3 separate regions of the Rattus norvegicus genome follow, and regions 1 and 2 are each linked to region 3. A link is a contact called in public Hi-C data. All regions are on one chromosome and are shown on one strand. The core of a region is the stretch at or near the end of the contact, and the rest is flanking DNA. Distances in the headings are between cores, read along the strand shown.

Evidence for each region. Hi-C and Micro-C count contacts between places; a contact is called where the count stands out from the background.
Region 1: a contact with region 3 is called in a Hi-C map of psoas muscle, with 1.8 times the contacts expected there. The contact joins the promoter of Mb21d2 here to the promoter of Plaat1 in region 3. A contact is called at or near these places in 2 of 12 Hi-C or Micro-C datasets (frontal cortex and psoas muscle).
Region 2: a Hi-C map of psoas muscle shows a contact between it and region 3, with 3 times the contacts expected there. The contact joins the enhancer-like site here to the promoter of Plaat1 in region 3. A contact is called at or near these places in 6 of 12 Hi-C or Micro-C datasets (the A7r5 cell line, the Rat2 cell line, frontal cortex and 3 more).

What each region holds. Positions count from the first base shown.
Region 1 is chr11:85,329,080-85,331,779 of GRCr8, reverse strand. It overlaps Mb21d2 (Mab-21 domain containing 2), which reads right to left and starts at 1,254. Exons shown (of 2, transcript NM_001109056.2): 1 at 1,009-1,254. The coding sequence starts at 1,219.
Region 2 is chr11:85,418,189-85,420,888 of GRCr8, reverse strand. All of the region lies in intron 1 of Mb21d2 (Mab-21 domain containing 2), which reads right to left. Among named protein-coding and RNA genes, the nearest start is that of Mb21d2, 89 kb to the right of the region's middle. Within about 2 kb of position 1,433, at least 3 of the 93 cell types and tissues checked have an H3K27ac peak or open chromatin away from gene starts, as enhancers often do.
Region 3 is chr11:85,039,516-85,042,229 of GRCr8, reverse strand. It overlaps Plaat1 (phospholipase A and acyltransferase 1), which reads left to right and starts at 1,264. Exons shown (of 4, transcript NM_001105871.2): 1 at 1,264-1,413.

The DNA.
Region 1 (2,700 bases), core at 5-2,504, 290 kb before region 3:
GTCCTGTAGTTAAAAGGCCTTTGTCAATCACATTTATCACTATCTGAAAAATTGACTGTGGAAACCTTTGGAGCACGGCTCCTCCAGTCCAGCCCTGCTGAATGTAAACCATGGGGCCACCACAGCTGCACGATAGCGCTACACTCGAGGCTCCCAGCAGCGGATGCTCATTCTACAACTCAGAAGCAATAATCTCACTGCAGGACGCCAGGGATGGGGTTGGATCCCTGGAACCCATTATTTTTCTTTACCTTTCCAGACCGGTAGGTGAAGAACCGGGGAATACGGTGGGGGAAATTTTTCTAACCCAGGGTTGCTGGGAGTGGGAAACTTGAGCACCTCTTAGCCAGCAGTAGGACAATACACAAAGACGAGGGGGACAGCGCTCCTCCGCGGCCAGAGCTCTGAGCTAGGTCATGTTCCAGCAAGGAATTAGGAATTCCGAGCTCAGCAACAACCCGGAGAAGCACCGGAAATGCTTCCGACCCTTTCGAAGGGAAGTCGATTTGCAAATCAAAGTTGCAGGCAACTCCGGGCGCCCGGACTACTTCCGCGGGTTACTCTGGAACACCCAACAAGTTTGGCCACCCCGGGCTCGGCGTGACAGCGCCGCGCCGCAACCACGGCAGAAGCAACTTGTCGCTCCGGCACGGGTCGGCCTCCGCCAGGGCCGCCCGGGCTTGCAGGGCACCCGGTGTCACCTAGCTCAAGCCGCTTCGGAGACTCCCTGAGCCCGGAGGCGTATCCCGCCGCCGCCTCACCTGCCCGCCAGCCCCGGGGCCGAGAAACCAACAAAAGAGCGGGCGATCGGGAAGGAGGAGCACCCCGCGTCCAGCGCAGCAGGCAGGAACAGAGGGGGCGGCTGCGCTGGCGTTGGAGAGGAAAGGGGACCTCACGGAACCAGGGGTGACACCCCGGGCAAACGCCAGAGCAGGGACCAGAGCTCCCACCCGCTCCATCACACCCGCGCGCACACGCATACTCACACATCCTCCCCGTTCTCCTTACCCAGCATGGAAAAGATGAAATCCTTGGCAGTGTGGATCTCCAGCGCTCTCTGGTCGTCGTATTCCCGCTGGTCGTGCCTGGTGAATTCCTGGATGAGTTTGTTCAGTTCCTCCACCCGAGCTCCAGACCTGAAATCCAGCTCCGGGAAGGCAGGCTTGTTGTTGCAGCCCATGGAGGCTGCCTTGCTGGCGGTGGGAGCCGCCATCTTCATGCAAAACGCGCCGAGCGGCGGCTCCGCGGCGGCCGCGGCACCCACCCCCGCCCCCCACCCCGGCCCGGCCTCCCGGCGCGGCTGGGCAGCCCGGCCCGTGGGCGGGCTGGCTTCTGGGCGGGCCCCGCGCCGCGCTGCGCTCCAGGCGGCCGCGCTCCTTCGCGGGAGGAGCCCGACTGCGGCGAGGTGAGCGTGTGGTCCCGGCCCCCGGTCCTCCCGCCCCCGCCCGCTGCGCCGCTGCGGGCCCCTGGCCTCCTCGAACCCTGCCCGGGATCTGCGGCGGCGTCCGGGAGCCGACCCGAGCCTCCCCCGGGGCAAGGAAAGTGAAGTGGAAACAATGTGAAATTCACCAGCGCCGAAATCAACAAGCTGCCGGCTCCGGTGTTACGGAGCCAGCAGCAGCATTCCCATTTAAAGGGACAGCGCACCCGGTGGGGAGAAAAATAAATAAATAAATGGCAGAGGTTCGCGCGCCCGGATCACTTGCCAGTCCGTACTCCGGCTGACGCGCGTGGTGTGGATGCTTTCTTTCTCCACCTCCGCCCCCGCCCCTCTTTAGGGGCAGGGCTTGCCAAGCGCATCCAAGGAGAAAGGAGTCTCCCTACTCTGATCTTAGGGCGGTGTCCCGGGCGAGAACGTGTCTGTGGGCGCGTTTCCAACGTCCGTTCCAAGAACTTCAGTACCTTTAGATGGTGGAAAAATATAAAATGTACCTTCTGTCCTTTGTCGCCTAGATTGCCAAGAATGGTAAAATTAGCGAATCAAGAAGAGATGCCAATCCTGCCGCGTCTAGGCACTTCCAATTAACCACTCAAGTATCCTTACCTTTGCCCTTAGTAATTAGTTTGCCTGGATTACAACTGATTCAACTTTACACACAGTGCCTTAGTGAGAGCCAACCTGCTCTCAGACAGATAGGGATCCAAAGGCGGAGGTGGGGGAAGGAAAACAATGAATTGCCCCAGGGTTTGAGGAAGATGAGAGTGGGAAAGGGAAAGAGTCTCCCATTTGGCTAATAGAATTTGAGCACTCACTGTTAGCCAGACCGGAATGACAGGATGTTGGTGGACAGCGATGAGTTCAAGGACTCGCCCCTCACCCACACCCGCGTCCCCAATGGAACTAGGGCTTTCACGACAAGACTACTGTGGTCCAAATCTAGTTCGTCAACAGCGAATGGCAGATGTGATTTTAATGTTCACGTGATTCACACACTGAAGGAGGCCCGTTGACCCCTAGAAACAATGGTGAACTAACTGTCCTCTATCCCAGCCTGTGATCTTATCGAGTCCTTTTAATTTTCTTACCTGAATTTTCATCACTGAAACCTCACATTATTTTGTAAGACCTAGAAAGGACATCCAGGTTCTGCCATACTTACCTGTGTGAAATAGGATAATAATTACATCGTCATAGGCTGCTTTAAGAATTAGGTGCGATAAGACTGGATGACCAGCATTTAGTATAAGGAATGACATGTT
Region 2 (2,700 bases), core at 184-2,683, 380 kb before region 3:
TCAACTCGTCGGCCTGCCTGACCTTTCCAAGAAGGTGGTCGTTCCCCCTTTTCAGCTGGGGAAATCAAGTGGACACCAGAGGAGGAAACTGTGCCTGGCTTTTAGAGGGGAGTTTAAGAGGGATTTAAACTCAGGTTGACTCCCCATTCTCCTAGTCCATGCTACTTTTGCTATTACCAAACACTCGCAGATGTTCAAGCCTTTAAAAGGCTACCACAGTACACTACAGTAAGATTACTTGTCTACCCCAAAATGAAAAGAGATGGAGGATTACTTCTTCAATCAGCTTATAAGTTAAAACAAAACAAAACAAAACAACAACAAAAAACCTGGTTAGTTATGTATGCCTAGAAAATCAACAATACGAGGTAAATGAGTCAGGGGTCATAGGAAAGATCCCCCACCCCAACCTCGAAGCTTCCACCACCTGGTTAAAGAGCTGGGCTAGGTGTCAGATTACCCAAAGCTAACCACACAGAAGCCCTGCCCCAGCTCTGGAAGGCAGCCTTCTTCCTCTGTGGACAGTGTCTAACACGGTCATACCTGAGTACACAACCCCAGTCAGGTACTCTGAGGAGAAAAAAAACAGGAGGCTCCTCTAGGTGCTGTGAAGGAAAGGAAGCCACACAGACACTAGGAGGAGACTGGAAGGATGAGAACAGGGAAGCCTGAACAGGATATCCCATGTTACCTAGGCAAAGAGGTCACGTTCATCTAAAAGGCAGCCGCGCTGGTGAAGCAGTGCCAGGTGTGCCACTGTGCCTATCGGTAGCTCTACCATTACCCCGTCACAGAGGCTGGGTCAGTAGACTGAGTTCCGGGCTATGTGAGTCTGGGGTTGGGGGAGAGAGGGTCCTCTAAAGAAATTTAAAACTACCATTGGCTAGTCAAAGACCTAGTCTTAACGTCAATTTACTGTGGACGTTTTTTCGAATAATATGCAATGGTGAAGAATGTTTTGAGAATCATATTCGCCAATTATCACTTGCTATCTCGTCTTATGCTACAATACGTTAAAGCACAGCCCAAGGGTAACATGCTATCACCCACAGACACTTCGAGACACCTAGTGGATAATGACCCTACAATGCCACAGCCAGCCTTTTACTATAGACTTGATTTTACTTTTTCTCCAATATGTATGTGTGAAGACAAGACACAGTATTGAGTGTGTGTGAGCTTGGGAGAGGGGTGCTCTTGATGGCCTACTGTGTCCCAGCCTGGCCCCCAGTCGATCTACAGCTATGACAGGCAATTCCTACAGCGGGACAGTTTCCTACATCCAGTGCCACCCACTGATCCAAACAAGACCTGAAAGTTCAGGGGCACATGGAGAAAGGGCGCTCTGGGCATAGTCCTTAGCCATGTGAGAGAGGAAGCAGAATCTGGCCAAAGGCCCGAGCTGTGACACCACGATGGGTTCCCATAGCGTCCCGGAGAGTCTGCCCCTCTCCACTTACACAGACCTCTGCTCGCTTTACTTCCTTCTCTGATGATGGGCTCAGCTGCTCTCTGCCGTGTTCTTAGCGATGAACGGACCCAGCTCAGAGGCCCAACTGACCATGACAAGAGCCCTACAGGCCAGCAATAATGGCCTACTTGTTATATCCAGTTATATGTATAATGTATATGTATAATGTGTCCCTGTTCTATGCCTTATAAAACAAGATCTATGCAAAACTGCCCCCAAGGGTCACTGGGCTCTCAGATCAGCAAGTGTGCTTACAGTTTTCGTCTTGTCTGTTTTTTCACTGCCTTGCTGGTTACCTAATTCTGCTGGTCCACCTCTTCTGAATCTCTTTTCAGAGCCATGATGAGCCCGTGTCCTCCTTAGGTATGGGTCTTGTGTCTGCCTTTGGTATACAGGTCATTCTTAAGTATGGACTGAACAGGGGAGGATGAGGCCTTCAGAGTGAGTGTGTGTGTGTGTGTGTGTGTGTGTGTGTGTGTGTGTGTGTGAGATTAAGGAGGTTAGCTTCTGCTTTGGCTTGGACCATCCCTCCCCTCTGAAGTGTATGGAACCAATTCCAAATGTACATTCCATTTCCCTGTCCACTAGTTATTAACTGTGCAACTACGTGTTGGCTCCCCTCTGTCTGAAAACCTGTGTATCACCAAACAATGGAAGTTGAGTAGACATAAACCGAATAAACAGACCACATTTCCTGGGATAGCTGTCTTCGCAGAGGATGAAATTGGTGGGTAAGGCACTTAGAATGAAGGTGACAGCCTGATGCTGTCATGCTGTCCTTTTGTCCCTAAGAAACTGTGTCTAGTCCATGTGCCCAAGCAAAGGCTCCAGACAGACAAAGGAGCCTGGGACTGTGGTGGCTGTGAAACAGTCTAGAGCTGGGGGCAGCACCTCTTGTTCTGTGATAAAAATTCTACTCTGGGACAGTTCAAAGTACCCTTTGCAACCCTCAGGCCTAGCAAGGACTGTGATGGTTACCACAGGAGCTGAGGTCAGAGTCCCAGTCGCTGCCAATAGATGGCACCTGTGCTCCATCATTCACTAACTGTGCAAGGCTCCAAAGTCATCAAACCCTAAAAGCTGTGGACAATAGGATGCTTGGTAGAGAGAGAGGCCTCCGAGAGACACATTAAAACCATCACGCTCAACCGGCCTACTGGTCTACCTCAGATCATCTAGACACCTCCTGATTCGTAACTCTGCCTTTGCAACCCCAGAGACTAGAAAAG
Region 3 (2,714 bases), core at 15-2,514:
TGACTGTCACTTCAAACCTAGCCGCTAACAAGCTTTTCTTCCGTGGAGGTGTCTTTCGGTTGAAATCCGATGTCTACCAGTGCACAAATCTAGACCAAGAGTAGTTTTAGCAGACTCTCAGAAGAGCTCACTGAGAGTCTGCCCCTCTTTGCCTATGTAGCCTGCTGGAGCTCCTGGGCACTCTGTTAAGCCCGGAGAAAGAGGATCCTCGCCATCCACAGCTCTATTTTTAACCTCAGTGGCTGTTTTGCTGGTCTTGGCCTGGTTGGTCTGTCTGGCCTCAAAAGGCAGGATCGCTGTGTTATGAGTCAGGAGTCAAGCTGAGAAAGGACCTATCTGTCTAGATCCAGGACTTTTCAGGTCAGGACAAGGGAGGGAACTCTGCCTCTGCTTCTTAATGAAGGCCAGCTCCTTCCCATCCCAAGCCAGGTAATTTTGGATCCCCATTTTCCCTATCTCATCCTCCTCCCCTCCATGCTTATGCTGATTTTTGTCAGTGTGTCCTCTCTGGCTCCTGGGTTCTGGGTCATTCTAAGAGGGACAATTTTGTGTGCACCCACGCAGGAGTGTATGAGTCATTGGTTTTTCTGAAGCAACACATCTCCCACTCTTTGTTGAGCCAAAGACGGAGATGTTTCTTTGGGGTGCAGAGCAGAGGGAGGAAAAAAAATGTTTGTCCCATAAGGAATCAGCATCCAGCTTGAACGTGGCATATTGTGTATCCATGACAACTATACATAAACATTTCTGGGCTCTGCACAAGCCAAGCCAGCCTAAAATCTGTAGCACCCGGCCTGACAAGACAAGCCAATCTTAAAGCTGTAGCACCTAGCATGTCCAGAGTCTGTTAAATATATTTTATATAAGTTTGTCGCAGCAAGGTCCTGGTTGCTGGGAGAATGAAACCAAGCAGGCACTGGACTGGGGCTGAGCTGTGACCAGACAATTAGTGTGTCTGCTTCAGCCAGCTTGGAGGGCTTCAGTGTCAGGTGACTGGTCCCCAAGATAGGGACTCCTTGCAGGTGGGGGTGGGGGTCGATCCTGTTGTGTGCACTGAGGATCCGGAGATCTGATACCTGATGCATGGGTGGAGGATCTGGGTGGCAGGAAGGGTGTGGGTCTGGGGCGAGGTTCAAAGACTTGGAGTCCGGGCCAGAGACCGGCGGTGCAATCTGGCTGGCGCGCGCCAGGAACCCGCGGGGGGAGCAGGAGTGGCGTGGCGCGGCGCGTGAGGACGCTGGCGTTGACGCAGCGGAGGGCGGCTGTGGTGGCCTTGGCGGTGGCCTTGGCCTCAGGGTGCTGCGGATGGAGTCACCCAGAGTCTGCTAGCGGCGCCGCAGGGAGCCGGTGGAGAACCCAAGAAGCCCGCCACTGCCTTCTGGGGCACTAAGACAACCCAGCTTGAGCAGGGAGGTGCGTTGGGGAGGGAGGGGAAGCGCTCTAGGTGCTAGGCAACCTTGTTTCTATCCGTCAGAAAGTTCAAAAGGGAAACAGCACCTGACTAAACTCCAGCCTGCTCTTTTTGTAAATGGAGAGACCAGAGGAACAAGAAACTCTTGCTTTCCAAGACCAGGACACTGTTGAGTGGCGGAAAGGATACAGGAAACCTAATCCACTGGGCAGAGCAGACTTCTCAGCTCTGTTCTTCTCACTGAAGTGACTAACAAAGTAGCCATATTGTCTTAGATCTTGGAACCGTGGACAGTGATATTATCTTGGCGTTTAGTAGTATGATTACGACTCGTGTTCTGGAAAACTGTGAACAGGTCTCAAATTCTTGGTTCCTGTATTCAGTTAATATTAAGTAGGCAGGCATTTGTGCCACACACTCTGTTAGAAACGATGTCTAGAGATAAACAAGAACCAGCCCTCCAACTGGGAGAGTGGAGAAGGTCCCCAGACACCAGTTACTGACACATGTTCAGGAAAGGAATGAGCGAGGAAAAATGAGAGAGCCTCAGGGAAACTCCGGAGGTGTCACCGTGGCAGACCGAGAGATGGTGGGGTGAGAGGGTGAGCCAAGATTAAGATGGAGTCGGTACGGGGTTGGGGATTTAGCTCAGTGGTAGAGCGCTTGCCTAGGAAGCGCAAGGCCCTGGGTTCGGTCCCCAGCTCCGGAAAAAAGAACCAAAAAAAAAAAAAAAAAAAGATGGAGTCGGTACCGGGGAGCCTAGGAAGCAACAACGCCTAGCATGGTTTTGATGCTATGGTTTATGGTGAATTTGTCCCAGAGTGAAAGCTCTCAGGTAAACTTCTGGATTAAGGATCCACAAGGCTCCAGGATCTGAGTCCAAGTCAGTCTAGATATCCGGCGTCACAGAAGCCTCTCCTCTTGGTGTAGCACCACCGCTGTGGATGGAAATGGGAACCCATCCAAACCGAACTGGGAGGCTCTTGGAGGCTGGGAAGCTAGAATCAGTAGTGCACGTTTCACACTTCAGGAGTATTCTTGCGGGTCGTCAGCTAAACGCTCTCCTGGGTATCCCGCCGCATTGGCAGCCTCATAGACACGAATAGCACTCAGGAAATGTCCTTATAACCGTCTCTGAGCAGTACACTTATTTCTTTCGATGCATCCCCCAGATGCATCTGAAATAGTGTAATAAACAGAGCAGTCCGTTTTCAGAATTGAAAAATGAAATCCTTGTACAGTATTGAGTGCTATGTTTGTGCTGGCCTTCGTTGTACATTATATGATTCTGTGCACATGAGCT